Linked DNA regions of Mus musculus: regions 2 and 3 are each linked to region 1. A link is a contact called in public Hi-C and HiChIP or PLAC-seq data. All regions are on one chromosome and are shown on one strand. Each heading gives the region's core, a stretch centred on a gene start, on an enhancer-like site or on the middle of the called end of the contact. The rest is flanking DNA. Distances are from core to core; before and after follow the strand shown.

Region 1 (3,013 bases), core at 362-2,861:
ATGTCTTTTCCCTTTGAAAGAAGCCTATTAGTGATGCAAACACTCGGTTATCTGCAGAGATGATAATCCCAGCAAACAAAACAGTGAAACCATTAGAACTTTCTGGTGCAAGCCGAATGGCTTTCAGTCCTGGAAACTTGGCTTTTTTTTTTTTTTTTTTTTTTTAAAGCACAAAAGGGCAGAGAAAGCAAGCAGAGCAGGTCCTGCTTTGAGAGACTTCCATTTCCTTATCTGAATCCAGAATTATCTGCCTGTTTAGCCTAAAGAAGACAAACAGTTCTCCGCCCACAGCACAGGCAGAAGGCAGGCCTGCTCCTCAGCCCCTGCAAGTGCCTTCCACCGGGAGGAAGCGGGGAAAACCATGCCTCGTCCCGAGGAGCTCAGGATAGCACAGCCTTAAGGTTTATCCTCAATTAATCCTGTGACGTGCACTCCTGGGGCAGAATTGCAACCCTGTCACAATCTGATGCTTTGGGATAACTAAAGTGCTTGGATGACTCCACGTATGGTTTGGAGCACACAATTTGGGAATTTAGTCAATAGGTAAGTTTACTGTAAGTAACATGATAGAAAGGTTTTAAGGTTTGATGAGACCAAGTTTCTGAGAAGGAATTGGACATTAAGGCACATTAGTCTTTAGGTCCCTAAAGAGATTAGAAAAGCATTTTTAAAGCAAAATATCCAACAGAGCGCCAGAGTGGACCTCGCTACAGCTTTTGGAAATGGGTAGTAGTTAAGTTTACTAAGAACTCAACATTGACCCTTCCACTGCCTAAGTCCTTTCTTAGCTAACTTTTAGCAGTCTGGACGTAATGCTGGTTATCTGGATCTTATGCTGGGTGGAGCTCTGGGCAGGTAATGTCGCGGCTACGTAGCTTCCGGATGGTCACGTGTTTACATTTCAGGTGTGGGAATAGATCCCTGTCCAGGCCACACCCTCTGCAACCACCCTCGTCTCAGGGTTGTCAGACAGCTTGCGTAGTCCCCGCCCCGGGCTTTGAAAAATCCAGCCTTCTCCCTGGACAGAGGTCAATCACGGCTTTGGTTCTGCACTGCTTCCCGCCCACTCCCTCCACGGATTTCTCCCCGCCCCTTGTTCTCTCTGCACCCCTGTCAAGCCAACCCCAAGAGCCCAAGTGTCACTGTCCCCCGAGGGTCTTTCTCACCTTTCTGATGGGGACCTCCTCCCCTAAACCTAGAAGAAAGGGTCGGGGCTCTCGGATGTACTTGCTCTTAGAAAGTTGGGGAATACCGTCTTGTGCGTGGCAACTACTACCTGCTGGGGCTGGGGCTGGGACCACAAGCAGCGAGTCCAACTTTGTTACCCGGAGTCTGGCGCGTCCGGCGTGTCCCGACCGGGCGCGCGAGCCGGGGGCGCGCAGGGCCCGCCGGGAGCGCGCGGCCTCCGGGATGGCGGCTGCGCAGTGGCGAGCGGGGCCGGGAACCGGAGGGAGGGCGTGCGGGCGGGCGGAGCGGAGCGGCGGGCGGAAGCCATGTTGGAACTGCACCCCGAGCGAGGGGCTGCGGGCGCGCTCCTCTCCTGGTGGGTGTGACCCGGCTCGGCGCGGCGGCGGGGGGCGGGGACGCCGGGCGGCTCGTCGTGGTCGGCGGCGGCCGCGGCGTGCAGCCGGGCGATTGTGACCGGCGGCGGAGCCGGGCCGGCCGCGGGCGCTCCCTCCGTGCGGCCCCCGTGAGCGCCCCCCCTCCCCGGGCCGGGAGGGAGGTGGGGGGCACCCGGGGCCCGCCATGAACCCGGGCTTCGATCTGTCCCGCCGGAACCCGCAGGAGGACTTCGAGCTGATCCAGCGCATCGGCAGCGGCACCTACGGCGACGTCTACAAGGTGAGGGCAGGGGCGGCCGAGCCGGGGCCTGCGCCGCGGGGGACGGAACAAAGAGGCAGGCGTGGGGACCTCAGCCCTCGGCGTCCTCGCCGGAGCTGTGCCCGGGACGCGCGGGTCTCTGACCCTCCCAGGCTCTCCTGCGTGCAGTCCCGGGAAGGGCTGCGGCCGGAGCCGCTGCGTTCCTGGGAGGGCGGAGCGGGGCTGGGCGCTTGTTGCCTGGGCAGGGTCTGTGTGACGAACCCCGGTGCTGGGGCTTGGCGCTTGACAAACCTACGTGCCTCTCCGGGACCTGGGATCATAGGCCCCGGTGGCTGGGAGCTACTGTCCGCCCGGGCCTGCTGGATCTGTCCTAACGCTGGGCAGCCTCCATCGACAGCTTAGCCTTTAGCCTCTTAACATCTGCCCGTGCTTTAGCCTTTAGCCTCTTAACATCTGCTTGTCAGTTCCTTGTAATTTTCCAAGTAGTCATGTTTTGTAAAAAGAGATGGGTTTTTGGAGGCAAGACAGCAACTTCGAGGTTTTTTTTTTTTCCTCCAAAAAGAATTGGATAATGGGGTTTGTTTTTGTCAGTGACACATAGGAATCAGATATTTTTCCTTTTCTTTTTCTTTCTTGTGTGTGTGTGAGAGTCGAGTATCTAGGAAGAGTATTGGTTTGACAAGGTTAGAATTCAGAGCTCCTTAGCAGGACAGCGTTTCTGTTGCAGAGGGATCGCTTCTAAATGTGGGAGGATAAATCGTTCTTCCCTGGCCAGTAAAACTCTTGGCCTCGCGGAGTCTGCCAAGAAGGGAGGCGGATAGTGCCAAAGGTGGCAGCAGTCTTGATTTAGTTGCCTATCTACTTACATGGTAACTGAAGTTGGGCTCCTGTTTTCCAGAACACCTGAGGATGCCCAGAGTATGACTTGGAAAGTTTAGTTTTCACTTTATTTTTGCCCACGCTAAAGCAATGGGCTTTTTATTCTTGCCTCAATGGAACGCATAAGGTAAGTTAGCCAATACCTCAGGTCTTTTGTGAGTGATCTGCTTGGCTTTTGTGAATGATCACATAGCACCACACTTTCCTCTGTTGACAAAGGTGTGTGGAGCATAACTCCAGTGTATAACTTAGCAGCCACGTGTTGATGAACTAAAGACAGGAATGGACCCAGATTTATTTGAAGTCTTTTTTT
Region 2 (3,254 bases), core at 678-3,177, 150 kb before region 1:
TAAAGTTCAGTATGGTTCAGTGTAAAGAGATAGGAAGCAGGGAGCTTATGAAGAATTGGACTTGAACTGTGTATCAGGGAGCTCCCACTTGAACCAAGACTCAAAAGAAATTATATATCAGCCAGAGAAGAGGAAGGGCATTTATAAAGCAACCAGCATGTGAAAAAGTCTAGAGAGGTGGAGGAAGTGTTTGGAAAATAATTGAGTGTTTATTTGGATGAACCTAGAATCCTTGGAACCTAGAAGGTTGGAGCAGGAAAAACGCAAAAATTCAAAAAGCATTCCAACATCCTGGGGAGGCTCTGGGTATTGTGCTGTGGAGTTTAGACTTGCTTCTCTAGGAAAATGCACTTTTATGTGGCATAGGAACTTAATCCTGTAGGTTCAGGAAAGCCAGTGACAGGAAGCAGGAGGTACTGCTATGTTGCATGCAGCAATGCAACAGCAAGAACTAAAGGGCTGGACCACAAAACTTGCAATCACTGTGATTATGGCATCTGTTGGTAAAGAATCCCAAGAGATGTCTTTTATTGACTGTGTCATTGTCGGTGTCCGTACCTGAAATGCTGGGCTATGGCAAGACTAGAGTCACCCTTGCCTTATTTCAAGCAGTTGTCCATAACATAGGGTTACCTATAACATTCATATAAGCAACTGGCATGTCTCCCAGGGACCTATATTTAGTTCTTTCTTCCTACTTTTTTCTTTCTAATGACTTTGTATGCTGACCCCTTTCCTCTGCTCTAGGCTGGTCAATAACCAGGATGAGATTTAGAGACAGCAATGACGTAGCATCACATGGGAAAACAAAGAAATCCACCATCCCAATGAGAAAACGAGAGATAGTGAATTACTATAAACAGCAGTATATGATCTCCAAATTCAGAGCTCACTGGTAAATGGCAGATTAGAGGGGGAGGGAAGATTAAGCAGGGAGACATTTGCTTATACCCAACACTGTGTCTTAGGGCCTGAGAATGGGGGCATTGCCCACACAGCCAGCTTGCGGGTCTGTTTGCTAGATGCTGGAATGAACAAAGTCTGTAGAGAGGACAGTACAGAGGGAGAACCTCCCTCTGCCTTCCCATTAGCAGCTCTGCTTGTGTGAGGTTGTCTCCCCTGAAAGCTGAACGAAAAAAGAACCAGTGGCTCCCATGTCTACCCAAGAAGCTAAGGCCTTGACTTCTGTGGTGAAGTCAAATGTGGCCAAGGACTCTCTCTGAGTCTGAGAAGCCACATTCATCAATTTCTTCCTATCATGTGTCAGTATGAAGACAGAGAGGCAGATATACGTTTCCTTGACCCCTAAAACATGTTCCCCTCTAAACAAGAGGTCAGACATAGCTAAGTAGAAGACAGGAAATGTCAAATAAACATCTTATCCAGAAAAACTTAGATTTTTAGAGAGGCATCAACCACTCTTGCAGTACAAGTGCATCCAAACATTGCATGGGACGCTCTTACAATAAATAAGCTGTTGTTCCAAAATTAAATAAAACTAGAGATTGCATGCTTTCTGTCAGCCCTTACTCTATGGAGCATAGACTCACATCTCCACATCTGAGTCAAGGTCTCAGAATCCTAGACATGGAGGAGAACTCTAAAATCAGTCAGTCCATCATCTTAAATGAATCCATGATGAAACTGAGGAGACCCAAAGAATTGCCAGAACTCACCCCAAGTCACACTATTAATTAACAGGAGACAGGGAATACAGCACATCCCGAGGCTCCTATCGCAGTGTTTCCCCCAACCCACCCTCAGCTGTCACCCTAAGCCCTTTTTGTCCCTTGGCTCACTAGCTCCCAAATTACTCAAAATCCCCCAAGGGCAAAGGAATCATTTCTTTTAATATCTCTTTCCAATGCTTTATGAGCCCTGGCAGAACAGTCGGTATAGAGGAGCTGGCCATGTGGCTAAATTACCTGGACACCAGCCACCACTCTCTCCTCACACCTTCTGCCTGAGAGTCTGTTGTGGCATTCTGTTTGTTTGTCTGTTTGTTTGCTTGTTTGGGTTGTTGTTGCCGCTTTGGCTCCTGGGAGGTTGGTACCAGCCGTTAGCCAGGTGTAAAAATTATTGTCAACACCCCAAAGGCTATGAACTGTAATTTTTCTAGATAACATAGCTTTTGGGAAGAATCGTGAGGTAATGAGTTCAAGAAAAACACACCTGAGGCCTGGGGCTGTGTGAAAGACAATTCTGTTTTAATCAGCTTCCCTTTGTCCGGAGCTTCCTGCCAAGAGCCAGTGAGGCTCGGAAGAGTCCCCTTCTCTCCTTTCCCCTGCTTCCCTCTTGTGGACAAGCGGGCAAGCCATCATGACAGTGGTTAGGAGGAGGGAATAAGACCTCTGTGGCCACACAGACTGATACCTCTGATGTCTTCATTGCTTGGGGGATATGTTTAATCAGTTCTTGACAAATGGGGGAAACAGCAGCTTCAGAGACTTCTATCCATCTCACATCCCACACGATTTTATCCCCCAAAATAAAACCCACCCCCCAGCCCCTTGTCTAATCTCCACATTCCTGATTTCCTTTTATTATAACCCACTAAAGATGTTGATTTCTTAGAATCAATGCCTTACACTTCTGGGAACCAGGTTGCACTAGTCTACTTAGAAGAGACCACAGGTACTAAAGCAGGATGCTGGGATGTCTGTTGATGAGAGTGGTATTTATTTAGTACCTACTATCTCTTCCTCTACTCACAAGCTACACAGTTCCTCTCTTGTATCTATGACCTTCAGGGCAGTCAGTGAAACAGATACTGGGATTTCTGCCCACTTCACCAATGAGGAAGGGAGGCCTGAGAACTTTAAATAACCCCCATAATCTCCCGTGGGAACAGTGGGATTGGGATGCAGGCTCAAGAAGATCTGGCTGTGGACTGGAGAAAGACTTTCTACACCGATGAAATGGTCTGCTGCGTGTCCAATATGGCAGATATCAGTGACAAGAAGCTACTGAGCATTTGAATTGTAACTATTGTAAATAAGGATCTAAAGTTTTACTTGTTTTCTACTTTTAATTTAAAAAGTCACTAACGACAAGAAGCAACTCTGCTAAACCAAATGATGTATAATGTAGTACCTGTATTATTCTAGTTGACTGGGCTCCATATCTGCTGAGCCACACATGTGCATTCACGCATAACCCCCCAAGTATATCAAGGATGTATTTAGCTCTATCATCCACTTGGACCTCATTGCACACACTGGAAAGCTGATAGTTGATGTCTGTCCTGTTTGATT
Region 3 (3,357 bases), core at 11-2,510, 240 kb before region 1:
CTTTCAGTGAAGATCAAGTGAAGATAGCGAGCAATCCCTTTCATCAGCCTCCTCTTGGCTATCTGACCATGATCACGCCTCATCTTGCCCAGCTAATTCTTCTAAGTAGAGAAGGGCAGAGCGGGCAGGCCTGCACCGAGGTCAGCTTGGCTTTTATCATATCTGTCTACACTCCCGTCCCATTTTGCTACACGCTGACGGACTCGGGCTGTCCTCCTCCAAGCCTAAGCAGGAATTAAAATGAGTTCATTGAAACCACCGTGTAAAGACATCTTTCCCTGAAGGCAGAGCACCTGACTGGGCCTGAGACAAATGAAACCGAGAGATGCAGAAACAACCAGGAAGGGAAGAGATGTGGGAAGTGGATGAGGGGAAGGACTTCTAGGGAGGTCTTCCAGAGAGCCAGATGCGCACAAACTCATCAGAGTGAGGGCATGGGGTGCTGGAGCTGAGCGTATTCTAACCTCAGTGTGGCAACAGCAAGGGGAAACCTCACAGTTTGACCAAGTGAAGCTGAAATGTCCATATGGGGAATCCCTGTTTGCAGGGGGGTAGAAAACCTATCCCACAGCCTGTACACTCTCAAACTGGATTCTCATTCGATACTCTCCTCACCTATCCACACAGTTCAAGCAATCCATACAGCCAAGCACTTGAGCTTAAACGGACTTGTGGCTCAGGTCCAATGCCGGCATGAAGGGGAACTGCAGTTTCCTTTGTGTTTACCACCTGTCCCTATCACATCTAGTCCCAACAAAGGCATACACGTTGCCTAATCAAGGACAAGGAGAGGACAGGGGATAAGATTTCTGGGAAATAATGTGGACCGGTACCTCACCCTACACATTGCATCTCGTACGCGCACCACACACGCACCACTGCCGTCCCCCCACATCTCATCAGAGCGTGCCCACACAATGTTTCCAGCATTAATCTTCCGTCAAGCAGCATGATGTAGCCAATCAAGCAAGGAGGGTAAAATGTACCAATAAGCAGTTTTGCTTAGCATCCTTACATTAGCTATTTGAAAGAAAAGATATTAAGAACCAGCCAGGAAATACAGTTCATCTGGATCACAAAAGTCAAAAGGTTAGCACTCAGCCCCCACCCCTTTCTCCCCTCCCCCCTCCCCCACTCCGCCCATCCTCCCTGTCACCAACGGCTCTGCCCCCCTTCCCCCACACACACTCTCACACACTCCCCAGCCTGGGCACCAGCCCCATCAGCTTGGCTCCCTGCCCCCAGGCGCCTTGCTCCTTGGCTCTCCTAGGCAGCCAGTCTGCTCAGCACATCAGCATTCCTCTCAGCCCCTCCACCCAGGGGGAAACATTTCCAGCTGCCTCCGAACTTAAGCATCACCCTCGGCACCATAAGCCTGAGCCTGTGCATAATTGACAAGGAATATGTTGATAAGGAATGGGAGCGCTCCAAGTTTCTGAAGGATAAGTAGGTAATTAAAAGAAAAACCTAATTTAAGAAAATTCTAAGGACTTTTTTTTTTCTTCAAATCTCTCTGGCAACATCCTTTATGGATTATTCTGTTACCAGATGATTTCTGATTTGAATCTGTTTGTTTTTCAAAGCCCGGGGCTGGACGGCCAGTGTTCTAGGGCATCCCACAGGTCTCATGCCTTCTACCTGAGCACAAGAGCCCAGTGCAAGGAATGAAGCCCTTGCCTCTTGTTTCTCCCTCGGGGCTCAGAAGTAGCTGAGTTTTCCAGTCTGAGCATCAGATGACGTCCTGCTGAGATTCAACACAGTACTCAGAGGCAATTCTGGCCAGTGGCTATACATCTGTGTAGTATCCACCCTGATGTGGACATAGCTTTAGCTGATTCTATGGGTTTCTGGGAGCACAACCCTTTGTCAAGATGCAAGTGTGCAGAGGTGAAATCAGTTTCTGTGGATGCTTCAAGCTCCAGGCTGCAGCTCTTGGTACCTAGCTCATTTAAGAGCCACAGTGGGGCTGGCGATATAGCTCAAGTTGGTAGATTGCTTGTCTAGCGTGCACAAGGCCCTGGATTCGATCCCCAGCGCTGTATAAACAGAATGTGGCAGTCCTCATCTGTAATCCTAGCATTTGGAGGTGGAGGTAGGAGGATCAGAAATTCAAGGTCATTGTTGTCTGCATAGCAAGTTCAAGGCCAGCCTAAGCCACACACAAGGGATCTCAACTCAAAACAAATGGGGAGTAAAGCAAAGCCCACAGTGGACTGGTCAGCTGCCAATGTTTGCTTGCAGGCAGACAAACCAACTTTGGTTCTACAAAGTGCATAACAGGAAGACTGTCATTTCTCTAAAGCAGAACCTGGTCTGGTGTGCTCCGTCCCACGCTGCCCTATTCTGGGTAAAACATGGAAAGTAGTCCTATTAAATGCTCGCTTTAGGACATACAGAAAAGTAATTCTGAATCCTAGTTATAAAAGGGCTGTAAGAACCTAGGCACTTCATATTCATGGTCATCTTTAATGGATGTTTCTTGTCTTTATCCGTTTTGTCTGATCTAATTTAACTAGTCTTCTGCAACCTTAGTGAATCACTTGTCTAACCTGAGCTACAGACCCGGTGATTTCACTCTCCCGGAACCCCAAGTCCCACTCTACCTACAAACTGAATGTGAGCAAACACAAGCTCTCCCTTGAAGAGTTAGGGGTCCATTGAAGGGCACTGGCATTTTTTAAATAATAGGATGAAGAGATGTAAAACAATGCCTCCAGCACAGTGGCTCTCCACCTTCTCGCAGGGGTCGCACGTCAGACACTTGCACTACAATCCATAGAAGTAGCAACACTACAGTTATGAAGTAGCAATGAAGATAATTGGGGGTCACCACAGCACGAGGAACTGTGGTAAAAGGTCACAGCATTAGAAAGGTTGAGAACCACGGCTCTGACATAAAGGAGAAGTAGGCAGCACTCTGGTGTCAGAGAACAGGGTGCCTGAGTCGGGAGGGACCTGGAGAGGCAAGAGACAATGGAGGCTCCCAGGATGGTAGAGTTAACCTTGAACAGCAGGAGCTCAAGGGTTCTCAGGCCTGGGACAGGAAGGCCTGCAGGCCTGGGGTGAAGAAAAAGAGGGACACTGAGGTAGGTAGAAGTAGGACTGAGCTGGGGAGAGTCTGATGTCCAGACTCAGACAGTGAACTGGAAGACATGACCAGAATTGATATTTTTTTTTAGCAAACAAGCCAAAGCCATTTCACTCTATCCTGGCATGAAGAATGGATTGGGGAAGGTCAGCAGCGACTTAAGTGATAGAGATACAAACCTGACAGCAGAGGTTTTCCAGTGTTTGGGGGGATGAGGTGGGGGTGGGGGTACTGGATGGCATCAGGAGTCAGGCAGGTGGCAGAAGAAA

Evidence for each region. Hi-C and Micro-C count contacts between places; a contact is called where the count stands out from the background. HiChIP or PLAC-seq counts read pairs in DNA pulled down with a chosen protein or histone mark.
Region 2: a contact with region 1 is called in a Hi-C map of cerebellum, with 1.7 times the contacts expected there. The contact joins the enhancer-like site here to the promoter of Map4k3 in region 1. A contact is called at or near these places in 5 of 39 promoter capture datasets (the 3T3-L1 cell line, 3T3-L1-derived adipocytes, cranial neural crest and 2 more), 7 of 484 Hi-C or Micro-C datasets (the AML12 cell line, cardiomyocytes, cerebellum and 4 more), 5 of 115 datasets of contacts at active chromatin or transcription factors (bone marrow-derived macrophages, embryonic limb bud, embryonic stem cells and 2 more) and 1 of 9 other capture datasets (adipose tissue).
Region 3: an H3K4me3 HiChIP or PLAC-seq map of forebrain shows a contact between it and region 1, with 4 times the contacts expected there. The contact joins the enhancer-like site here to the promoter of Map4k3 in region 1. A contact is called at or near these places in 8 of 39 promoter capture datasets (the 3T3-L1 cell line, 3T3-L1-derived adipocytes, cranial neural crest and 4 more), 4 of 484 Hi-C or Micro-C datasets (the N1E-115 cell line, cochlea, frontal cortex and 1 more), 14 of 115 datasets of contacts at active chromatin or transcription factors (bone marrow-derived macrophages, craniofacial prominence, embryonic basal ganglia and 11 more) and 1 of 9 other capture datasets (embryonic stem cells).

The regions. Positions count from the first base shown.
Region 1 is chr17:80,726,623-80,729,635 of GRCm38.p6, reverse strand. It overlaps Map4k3 (mitogen-activated protein kinase kinase kinase kinase 3), which reads left to right and starts at 1,611. Exons shown (of 34, transcript NM_001290345.1): 1 at 1,611-1,842. The coding sequence starts at 1,747. It also overlaps the pseudogene Gm9959.
Region 2 is chr17:80,874,549-80,877,802 of GRCm38.p6, reverse strand. No RefSeq gene overlaps it. Among named protein-coding and RNA genes, the nearest start is that of C230072F16Rik, 21 kb to the left of the region's middle. Within about 2 kb of position 1,927, at least 7 of the 459 cell types and tissues checked have an H3K27ac peak or open chromatin away from gene starts, as enhancers often do. A contact at or near this core is called in cerebellum and rod photoreceptor, where this site is marked.
Region 3 is chr17:80,967,739-80,971,095 of GRCm38.p6, reverse strand. All of the region lies in intron 1 of Tmem178 (transmembrane protein 178), which reads right to left. Among named protein-coding and RNA genes, the nearest start is that of Tmem178, 25 kb to the right of the region's middle. Within about 2 kb of position 1,260, at least 61 of the 459 cell types and tissues checked have an H3K27ac peak or open chromatin away from gene starts, as enhancers often do. A contact at or near this core is called in the N1E-115 cell line, craniofacial prominence, embryonic basal ganglia and 3 more, where this site is marked.